Linked DNA regions of Sus scrofa: region 2 is linked to region 1. The links are chromatin contacts, called in public HiChIP or PLAC-seq maps. All regions are on one chromosome and are shown on one strand. Each heading gives the region's core, a stretch centred on a gene start, on an enhancer-like site or on the middle of the called end of the contact. The rest is flanking DNA. Distances are from core to core; before and after follow the strand shown. Region 1 overlaps STK10 (serine/threonine-protein kinase 10). Region 2 overlaps SH3PXD2B (SH3 and PX domain-containing protein 2B).

The links. HiChIP or PLAC-seq counts read pairs in DNA pulled down with a chosen protein or histone mark.
Region 2: a contact with region 1 is called in an H3K27ac HiChIP or PLAC-seq map of alveolar macrophages. The contact joins two enhancer-like sites. A contact is called at or near these places in 1 of 5 promoter capture datasets (fetal liver), 2 of 47 Hi-C or Micro-C datasets (embryonic fibroblasts and fetal heart ventricle) and 1 of 2 datasets of contacts at active chromatin or transcription factors (alveolar macrophages).

What each region holds. Positions count from the first base shown.
Region 1 is chr16:52,007,738-52,012,684 of Sscrofa11.1, forward strand. The region is part of intron 1 of STK10 (serine/threonine-protein kinase 10); the gene reads left to right. Among named protein-coding and RNA genes, the nearest start is that of STK10, 6.4 kb to the left of the region's middle. Within about 2 kb of position 2,969, at least 35 of the 83 cell types and tissues checked have an H3K27ac peak or open chromatin away from gene starts, as enhancers often do. A contact at or near this core is called in alveolar macrophages, where this site is marked.
Region 2 is chr16:51,807,863-51,812,809 of Sscrofa11.1, forward strand. The region is part of intron 5 of SH3PXD2B (SH3 and PX domain-containing protein 2B); the gene reads left to right. Among named protein-coding and RNA genes, the nearest start is that of SH3PXD2B, 77 kb to the left of the region's middle. Within about 2 kb of position 2,874, at least 3 of the 83 cell types and tissues checked have an H3K27ac peak or open chromatin away from gene starts, as enhancers often do. A contact at or near this core is called in alveolar macrophages, where this site is marked.

The sequences.
Region 1 (4,947 bases), core at 1,719-4,218:
AAAAGAAAAATTGTTTCATTACTAGATCTGAAGTCAAAGTCACGAGCTATGTAGTTTCAAAATTCTTGTCCTTAAAAATAATCTTTATTCAGAAGACAAGGCAGAAGGGGGAGTGTTTGCTGTCATGTGGCATGGAAAAAAAACCGCCTTTAGCTGTGGGTGAAACCAGGTGCTTGGGCGCTGAACACAGGGAGTGTGTGGTTAAGGAGAGTTGGGTTAAGGGAGTTCCCATCGTGGTGCAACGGAAATGAATCCGACTAGGAACCCTGAGGTCGTGGGTTCGATCCCTGGCCTCGCTCAGTGGGTTAAGGATTCGGTGTTGATGTGAGCTGTGGTGTAGTTCGCAGATGTGGCTCGAATCTGGCGTGGCTGTGGCGAAGGCCGGCAGCCACAGCTCCCATTAGACCCCTAGCCTGGGAACCTCCATATGCTGCGAGTGTGGCCTTAAAAGGACAAAAGCCAAAAAAAAAAAAAAAAAAAAAAAAGAGTTGGGTTAACAGGCTGAGATGATTTTCCTGCTTCTTAAAAATCGCTTTAGTTTTGATCTTATGTTGTCTAAGCTTTTAAAAGGTTTCTGATTTGGGGAAACTAGGAATAGAGTACAACATTTTTGTTAATTAAAAAGAAAAGTAGCAGAGTTCCTGCTGTGGTGCAAAGGGATCACGATATCTCTGTAGTAGTAGGAACTCTGGATTAAATCTCCCGGCCCGTCTCAGTGGGTTAAGGATCCGGCGTTGCCCTAGCTGTGGCGTAGGCTCGGATTTGATCCCTGGTGTGGGAATTCCATATGCTGCGAGGCAGCCAAAAAAGAAAAAAAAAAAGCAAAAAGAAAAATCTCACTCTTAAGTCTCATCAATTGCTGTTGACATTTTGATGTATTTCCTTCTAGGCTTTATTGATTTGGGGATGGGAGTGGGCTTGGAAGCTCCCAGGCCAAGGATGGAACCCATGCTACAGCAGTAACCTGAGCCACAGCAGTGAGAGTGCCGGATCCTTAACCTGCTGATCCACTGGGGAACTCCTGGACTTTATTGATTTTTGTGGAGAAGAAAATTTTTTTTAATGCAGGGTTATAATCATACACACCTATAGTGTCTTATGCCTTCTGTCATTCCTAAAGCATCTTCCTGTGTTATTCTAGATGCTTGACACTTACCTTCTGGGATGGCTCAGTGCTCCCATGATCTTAATCTTATTTAAGTAATTCCCCCCCCCCCCCGCACTTTTTTTTTTTTTTTTTTTTTTTTACTGTTAACAAGTTAAAATTGATTAAATGCTTATCATGTGCCAAACACTGTGCAGGGCCCTTTACGTAATATAGTCAGTTCTGCTATAACGCAAATATGCCTTCCTCAGTATCCCTGAACTGGTTAAAATCAGGCAATAAAAACCAGTGACCTTATGAGAAAAATGGGGCTACGTGGCGCAACACTCAAAAACCTCTTTAGGAGCACTTTAGGAGAAAAAAAAAAAGGAAACTAAAAAACAACTAGCACATTTTTACACAAGTTTTGCGGATAAGAAGTACAAAATTATTGCAAATAAATATGGCACTCTACCAGGCAAGAAGCCTGCAGGATGCTTGTGGCTGTGGGTGGGAAGGGTTGCATGCAGCTCGTGAGGGGGTGGAAGGAGGGTTATCTGAAATCAGTTGGCCAGTTGGACCTCCCCCGCCACGGGCTGGGTGTGGCTCGGAGATTGCTGACGCAGTTTGAGGTGTGCGTCTGAGCCCTGTGTGTTCCTTTGCTGCTTGCTCATCTAGGTACGGTTTTCTGCGTTCACCTAGTGTTTCAGGCAGACAAAACAGCACATGAGCAAATGTGAGTTTAGCGTTTTGATAAAATTGTTCATCAATGGTATTGGCACAAAGTTAGCATTTAAAAAGTAGGCCTGTTGTGGCTCAGCATTACAAACCTGACTAGTATCCATGAGGTTGCGGGTTCGATCCCTGGCCTTGCTCTGTGGGTTAAGGATCCGGCATTGCCGTGAGCTGTGGTGTAGGTCGCAGACATGACTCGGATCCTGTGTTGCTGTGGCTGTGGTGTAGGCCGGCAGCTGCAGCTCTGATTCAACCGCTAGCCTGGGAACCTCCGTGTGCCATGGGTCAAGCTCCCCCCCTGCCCCCCCACCCCCGCCCAAAGTAAAAGCCTTATCGCAAAGCTGGGTATTGATGAACAGCTTTACTTATAAAGTTCTTTTTACGTTTAAATCTCTGTCTTTTTTTTTTTTTTTTTTTGACTGCCTCGGGGCATGTGGAGTTCCCGGGCTAGGGGGTTCACAGGGCCAGAGGAGCCAGGGATTAGACCTGAGCCTCAGTTGTGACAGCAATGCCAGATCCTTTAACCCACTGTGCGGGGCAGGGATCGAACCTACATCCTGGTGCGTCTAGACACGCAGATCCTGTTGTGTTCCAGTAGGAGGGAACTCCTTAAATCATATTTCAGGCTAGACTTCCAGAGGGATTGAAGGAGCGATGCCTCTTGGAGGGTGATTTTTAAAGAAAATGGGAGAAAGGCCGATCCTCTGGGATCCAGCCAGAGCCCAGGGTCTTGGCAGCAGCTGCTGTCGGGTGGGGACCTCAGGTGCCCTCCAGCTCAGAGAGCCATTGTTAACCCACATCCTTGAAGTGCCACATCCTGCCCTGCTGCCCGGTTCAGACACAGCAGGGGTTCTGCGAGGGGGGAGCCAGCTGTCAGCCTCCTGCCCTCCCCGGCCAGGCCAACAACTCCTTCCACCTCGTCTCTGCCCCAGAGTTTTAAAGCCGGTTTCCGCTTCCTCTGGGGGCCGCCGCTGCCAAGGTCTCCCGCGTCCCCCGTCCCCGTCCCGTGCGCCTCCCCACCCCCCTCCGGAAAGAGCTCTGCCCCCAGGCAGCAACCTTATTTCCGCTCAGCCTAGTGTTTTTCAACTTAAGTCCATGCTATTGTGAGAAGGTCCTGGCTCCGGTCCTATGTGGCCCGAGCTTCCTGGGGATGTCGCCTGCCCAGGGGGCTCCGCTGGGGGCTGGAGCAGCTGATTTAGCCCTGGCTGCCCTGAGACATGTTCTCGCTGGCTCCGGAGCAGGCTGGGGTGAAGGGAGCTAATAGCACCCCCAGGCCTCCCCTCTCCCCGTGGTCCCCTGACCTCCTGAGTTACCCGGACTGGGGGAAGTTGCCAGGGGCTGTCACCCTGCAGCCCCCTGAAAACGGCCCCGGATGCTCACTCCCAGGCCCACGGGCTGCTGAGGGCAGTGGAGCAAGGTGGTAAAGGAAGCATTCGGGGCTCAGCGGGATCTGGCTTGCAGCCCCAAAGTGGCCCCCCACTTCTGAGCCTCAGGCTCTTGTCTGTGAAATGGAGGTGATGGTTTGGAGGACGGTGCAGGGTGGAGCTGGGCTAGGGAGGTGACTGTGTATCGGACCTTCTCCAAACAGGAAGTGGGCAGGAGGGAAGAGAGGTCATTATTGTTGATGCTCTTGGTACCAAACGGAGAAGGTCCCGGCTGGTTACTGCAGCTGACCTGGGGACGAGCAGGAAAACGTCAGTGTCATGCCAGGCTCTCCACTGTTGACCTTTGGGGCCGTTCATTCTTTTTTTTTTTTAATCTTTTTGTCTTTTTAGGGCCACACCCATGACATATAGAGGTTTTCAGGCTAGGGATCTAATCGGACCTACAGCTGCCAGCCTACACCAGAGCCACAGCAACACGGGATCCAAGCTGTATCTGCGACCTACACCACAGCTCATGGCAATGCCAGATCCTTAAGCCACTGAGCAAGGCCAGGGATTGAACTCACAACCTCAGGGTTCCTAGTCGGATTTGTTTCCGCTGTGCTATGACGGGAACTCCGCCCGGGGCCATTCATTCTTTACTGTGGGGGCTGCCCTATGTATTACAGGATGTTAGCAGCATCTTTGGCCTCTACCCACAGAGGTACCACCACTGCCAGCCCCTCCCCCTTCAGCCCCTAGTTGGGACAGCCAAAAATGTCTTCTGACAAGGCCGTATGTCCCGTGGGGGCCAGAATTGCTCCCATGGAGCACTGCTGCCTCTTACACACAAACGTGCCTCCATTCAGTTCAGCAAACAGGTCTCTTCACCTGTGTGTGTCACGTCCCCGGGTGCGTGATGAATGATGCGGGCCTCGCAGCCAGGCAGACCAGTTTGAATCTTGGATGCCCTACTTTGCTGCTCTGTGAAGTCAGGCGAATGGCTTGTCTCAGCCTCAGTTTCCCCATGTGTCTGGTGGGGCCGAGACCAGGACTCATCCCACAGAGCAGCTGGGAGAATTAGACCAGAAGCTCATCTGGAGGGCGGAGCAGGTGGCCCGTCTTAGGTGCCCAGGTTGGGCCGGTGGCCTGCCTCCCCTGCTGCTCTCAGGGCCTTGTAGGGAGCGGGAGAGGAAGCTCGGCTGAGGGTGAGAGAGTTGTAGCAGGACAAGGACGGGGCTAGCGGTGAGAGGGGCTGGTTTCCACTGGACAGGGCCGGGGCAGGGGTGGGGGGTACTCAACTATAGAGAACGAAGCCTGAGCCAGAGAGAGGCCCAATGGTGAGGCCTGAGACTGTCCACTGGGACCAGATTATGGAATAGTAAGTGGGGGCTAACTCAAGAGAGCCTTGAGTGCTGAGTTGAGGAATTTGGGTTTTTTTTGTTTTTTTTTTTGTTTTTGTTTTTGTCTTTTGTCTTTGTTGTTGTTGTTGTTGTTGTTATTGTTGCTATTTCTTGGGCCGCTCCTGCGGCATATGGAGGTTCCCAGGCTAGGGGTTGAATCGGAGTTGTAGCCACCGGCCTACGCCAGAGCCACAGCAACGCGGGATCCGAGCCGCGTCTGCAACCTACACCACAGCTCATGGCAACGCCGGATCGTTAACCCACTGAACAAGGGCAGGGACCGAACCCGCAACCTCATGGTTCCTAGTCGGATTTGTTAACCACTGCGCCATGACAGGAACTCCTGTTTTTTTTTGTTTAT
Region 2 (4,947 bases), core at 1,624-4,123, 200 kb before region 1:
CTCTGGTGGCCACTGTAGGACCTTCCCCCCTTGCCGGCTTGTGCTTGTCAAAGCTTGTGCTTGTCGAAGAAACACGGAGGGAGTTCCCATCATGGCTCAGCAGTAGTGAACATGACTAGTATCCATGAAGATGCTGGTTCGATCCCTGGCCTCGCTCATTGAGTTAAGGATCTGTCATTGCTGTGAGCTATGGTGTAGGTTGCAGATGCTGCTTGGATCCCACGTTGCTGTGGCTGTGGCGTAGGCTGGTGGCTGCAGCTCCGATTCAATCCCTAGCCTGGGAACTTCCATGTGCCTCAGGTGCGGCCCTAAAAAGCCAAAAGAAAGAGAAAGAAAGAGAGGAGGGAGGGAAAGAAGGAAGGAAGGAAGGAAAGGAAAGGAAAGAACAGGAAAGGGAAGGAAGGAAGGACACGGAACCGGGGGTTCTGGACCCAGCACTGTTCCCCGTCAGGAGTGCCAGCATTGGTCATCCGTTCAGGAAGTGGGGATCGAGGGCTTGCCAAGGGCTGGGCATGGGGGCCACAGAGATGATGTGGCAGATGCAGTCTGTGCCCACAGGGAGTTTACAGCCTGCTGGCCAGGCAGCCAGCTGGTCTGCCTGGGCAGAGCCATCCCCTCCCCTCCTTTTTGGCCTCCCTTATGTCAGCTGTAAATGAGACCGAGTCAGCTGCCCTACCCACACTGTGGGTTATTGGGAGACTGAAATGAAATAGTGGTGGGCAAATTAGGACATGACCAGCAGCTAGTTTTCTGGAGTTTGGGGCTGAAATCGTGATGCGCTGCCCTCCCCCCACCACCAGGTATTATGTCATCGTTACAGCTTAGACCTTCCCCGCGTTTCCTGGAGTTAGAGTTTTGTTCTTAAACTTTTAAGGAGCGTCCATTTCCTGACTTCTTAAATGGGAATAGCAGTATAGCCATCCCTCATTCTCAGCAGGGGGATTGGTTCCAAGACCCCGCCCCCCCAACACCAAAATCCCCAGATGCTCAATTCCCTTACATAAAATGGCATAATGTTTGCTTGTAACCTGTGCCCATCCTCCCATATACTTTAAATTATCTCTAGATTATTTGTAATACTTAGTGCAATATACATGCTCTGCAAATAGTTGCCAGGGACACAGCAAATTTAAGTTTTGCTTTTTGGAATTTTGTGGAATTTTTTTTTTTGAAGCATCTTCAGTCCGAGGTTGGTGGAATTCGTGGATAAAGGACCCACAGTCGTGGCGAGGCTTGGATCTATGACGTGTGTGAAGTGCTTAGCCATCGTAGGCACACCGTTTTCATACCTCCTCAGCTACCAGGCCAAGGTGCTTGGGTTCTACAATCTTTTATGAGGCCGTAAGAGAGAAGCTCGTTGGTCTGTTTGATTGTCATGGGTCACTGGGTACCATGTGGAGATGCTCCTTCTGACACAGGAAGACCAGAGGCTTTCCTTGCAGGCTTTCTAGATGGCTCTCCCTTTCCCCACGTCTCTGGGCAAAAGTCAGCACACACAGGGTCAACTCACTCAAACACATTCATTCCCAGCCATTTCCTGCAACTGCCACCCACACAGAAAGCCCAGAAAAACCAGCCCAGTTCCTGCCTTCAGGGGCTTTGAGGGCTGGTGGGCATTTCTTGAGCTAGAAAAGAGTCAAGTGGAAGCCGTTGCCTCCAGCTCTTGACTCAAGAGTTGGAAGGGGAAAATCTCTTTGCTTGTTTTTGCTGTTGGTTTTACTGGTTTTACTATGGATTTGTATAGGCTATTTAAATAGTAAGGAATTCGCTTTTGCCATATTTGTGGTAAATATTTGTCCCTTTTATGGTGCGTTTATATTTCATTTCTGGATTTTATGAGGTACATAAGTTTTGTATTTGGGGGAAGTCAAATCTGGTGACCATTTTTCAACTGACTTCTTTGATTCGCTTTCAGGCTAGAAAGGCAGTCCTCGTTCCGACACAAGATAGTTCCCTTAGGGTTTTTTAAATGTTTGATTTATGGTTTGGACTTTCTTTGAAGATTTACTCAGAGTTCCCATCATGGCTCAGCAGTAATGAGCTTCACTAGCATCCATGAGGACATGGGTTCAATCCCTGGCCTCGTTCAGTGGATTAAGGATCCAGCATTGCCGTGAGCTGTGGTGTAGGTCAAAGACACAGCTTGGATCCCACGTTGCTGTGGCTGTGGTATAGGTCGGCAGCTGCAGCTCCAATTCAACCCCTAGCCTGGGAACCTCCATATGCCACGGGTGCCATCCTAAAAAAAAAAAAAAAAGATTAAATCAATTGGACTTCATTTCAATATATGGCATGTGGTGAGAATCTTAAGGTTTTTTTCCTACATTTAGAACCTTTTGACCAGCTAGAAGAAATCTTATGGCTCCATTTATTTAAAAAACAAAAATAAGAAGTTCCCCAGTGGCCTAGTGGGTTAAGGATCTGGCATTGTCACTGCTATGGTTCCCTGGCTCAGGAATTTCCGCATGCCGCAGGTGCAGCCAAAAAGCCCAAAAAACAAAAACAAAAGCCCACAACCTATAGTGTTTAATGATCACCGCCTTTCTATTTTTGGGAGTAATGGAAGAGAAAAATAGCACCTGCCCTCAGGAGGCTTCTGTACTGGTGGGAAAGTTCATATATGCATGCGTGCACACATGCACGCACATACACACACACACACAGAACATCTACTAAAAATACAAACTACGGCCTAGACTGTACCCAGAAAAGCACAAAGTAACTGAGCTAAGCTTACCAGCATCCTGCTGGAGTATCTGCATATGGTTCCAAGAGTCTTCCTAGAAAGGGAAGTTTCCAGTCTCTTTGTCCATTCCCCGCTGTGTGACCTTAGACAAGTGACTTGACGTCTCTGTTTCCGCATCAGTAAAGTGGGCGTGGCTAAGCTTGCTCACATCTTAGTTAAGCAACATCCTGCTCCTAAAGGGCAGTGATAGTGTCAGGCACATGGCAGGATGCTTTGCTGTCCCTAAGCCAGGCTTTGAAGGGAAAGGAAGGAAGAAAGGAAGGAAGGAAGGGAGGGAGGGAGAGAGGGAGGGAAGGAGGGAGGGAGGAAGGAAGGAAGGAAGGGAGGAAGGGAGGAAGGGGGCAGGTTGCTGAGGGCCCCGGGGTGGCTCTGGGGCCCCCGCAGGCAATCTCAGTTGGCCCTTGGTTGTTGTTTAGTGGGTAATGAGTTAGGGATTGAGATGGAAATTGGGAGTCTTGCCCAGAAGTTTCTAGGGAAAGAAAGGATGGCTTCCAGATGGTGCTCTTAGAGGAAGCTTTCTGCTGCCATGCCTGGGAAAACTTGGGACTACCCTGAGCATGTCACAGAGAGAAAATAATGTGCCTGCTTGAGCCCACACAAGCTGCAGCTTGAACCCAAGAGCCCACCCACCACCACCGCTGCCCCTCACTGCCCCCCCCCACCCTTCGGCCGGGACAGTGAGGCAACTAGTGAGGATACATGGCAGTGAAGGAGCCAAGATTTCAGGTGTCCCCGACCATGGCTCAGGTCACAGACCTGGGTGGTGGCAGGAGGAGAGAGCCCTTTACACGGAAGCAGACTTAAGAGATCGTTGCTGGTATGTCTCGGAGCTGGGAGGACCGTCCAGGTGGGTCAGGAGAGCGGCCTCCAGCTCGGCTTCCTGGGTCCCAGTTGTGGGAGAGGTGCCTGCTCTCTCTGAGCCTCAGTGTCTCCATCTGCAAAAGAGAGTGACCCTCAAAGGTTGTCCTGAGGATTCAGTGGGTCAGTCCAGGTACAGCCCTCTGACCAGGACCACTGTCCACGGTGAATGCCAGGAAATGTGAGCAAGGATTTCCACGGTCACCCTGGCCTTCTCCTGAGCAGGGGCAGTGACACGGCGCCTCACTGGGTAATGCCTGCCTGGAGGACATCACTGCTGACCAGCCAGGTCCAGCCCTGGGCCAGGGCTTAGCTGAGCCCCTCCCCAACCTCGCGATGACACCAAAAGCAGTATTACCTGGTGGTTAAAAACCCAGACTTTCAAATTAGATATGAAATAGACGTTTCTCCAGAGAAGATGCGCAAATGCCCAATCAGTGCACAGAAAGATTCTTGGCATCCTTAGCCGTCAGGAAATGCGAGTCCCAAGCAGAGGGAGGTACCACTTCACACACTAGCGTGGCTAGAATGGAAAAGACGAGAAGACGGATAGCAGCAAGTGTGCCTGAGAATGTGGAGAAGTTGGAACCTCCCGACGTTGCTGGTGGGACGTGCAGTGGTGTAGCTGCTGGGGCAGACAGCCTGGCAATGCCTCGGAAGTTCCGTATAAAGTTACTGTGTTACCTAGCGATTCCATTCCTATAATGGAAATAAAAATAAATGTCCACACAAACACTCGTGCACAAAATGCATAAAAGCATTACCTGTAATAGGCAGAAAGTAGAAAAACCCAAACGCCCATCGGCTGGTGAAGAGATAGTGGTTTATCCACACAGTGGGATAGTATTCAGCCACAAAATGCAATGAGACGCTGACGCGCGCTACAACGGGGATGACCCTTAAAACTATTATGCTCCATGAAAGAAACCAGTCACAAGAAGCCACCTATTGTATGATTCTATTCATAGTAGATGTCCAAAATAGATTTAAGAGAGATAGCAAGCATATTTCTAGTTGTCAAGGGGCAGGAGGCATGGACATGGAAAGTAACTGCTAATGGGTACAGGGTTTCTTTTTGGAGTAATGAATTTTTTTTTTTTTTTTTTAGGGCCACACCTGCAGCATATAGAGGTTCCCAGGCTAGGGGTCCAGTCAGAGCTATAGCTGCCAGCCTACACCAGAGCCACAGCAATGCGAGATCCGAGCCAGTCTTCAACCTACACCACAGCTCACGGCAACACCGGATCCTTAACCCACTGAGCGAGGCCAGGGATCGAACCTGCAACCTCATGGTTCCTAGTCGGATTCGTTTCAGCTGCGCCACAAGGAGAATTCCAAATTTT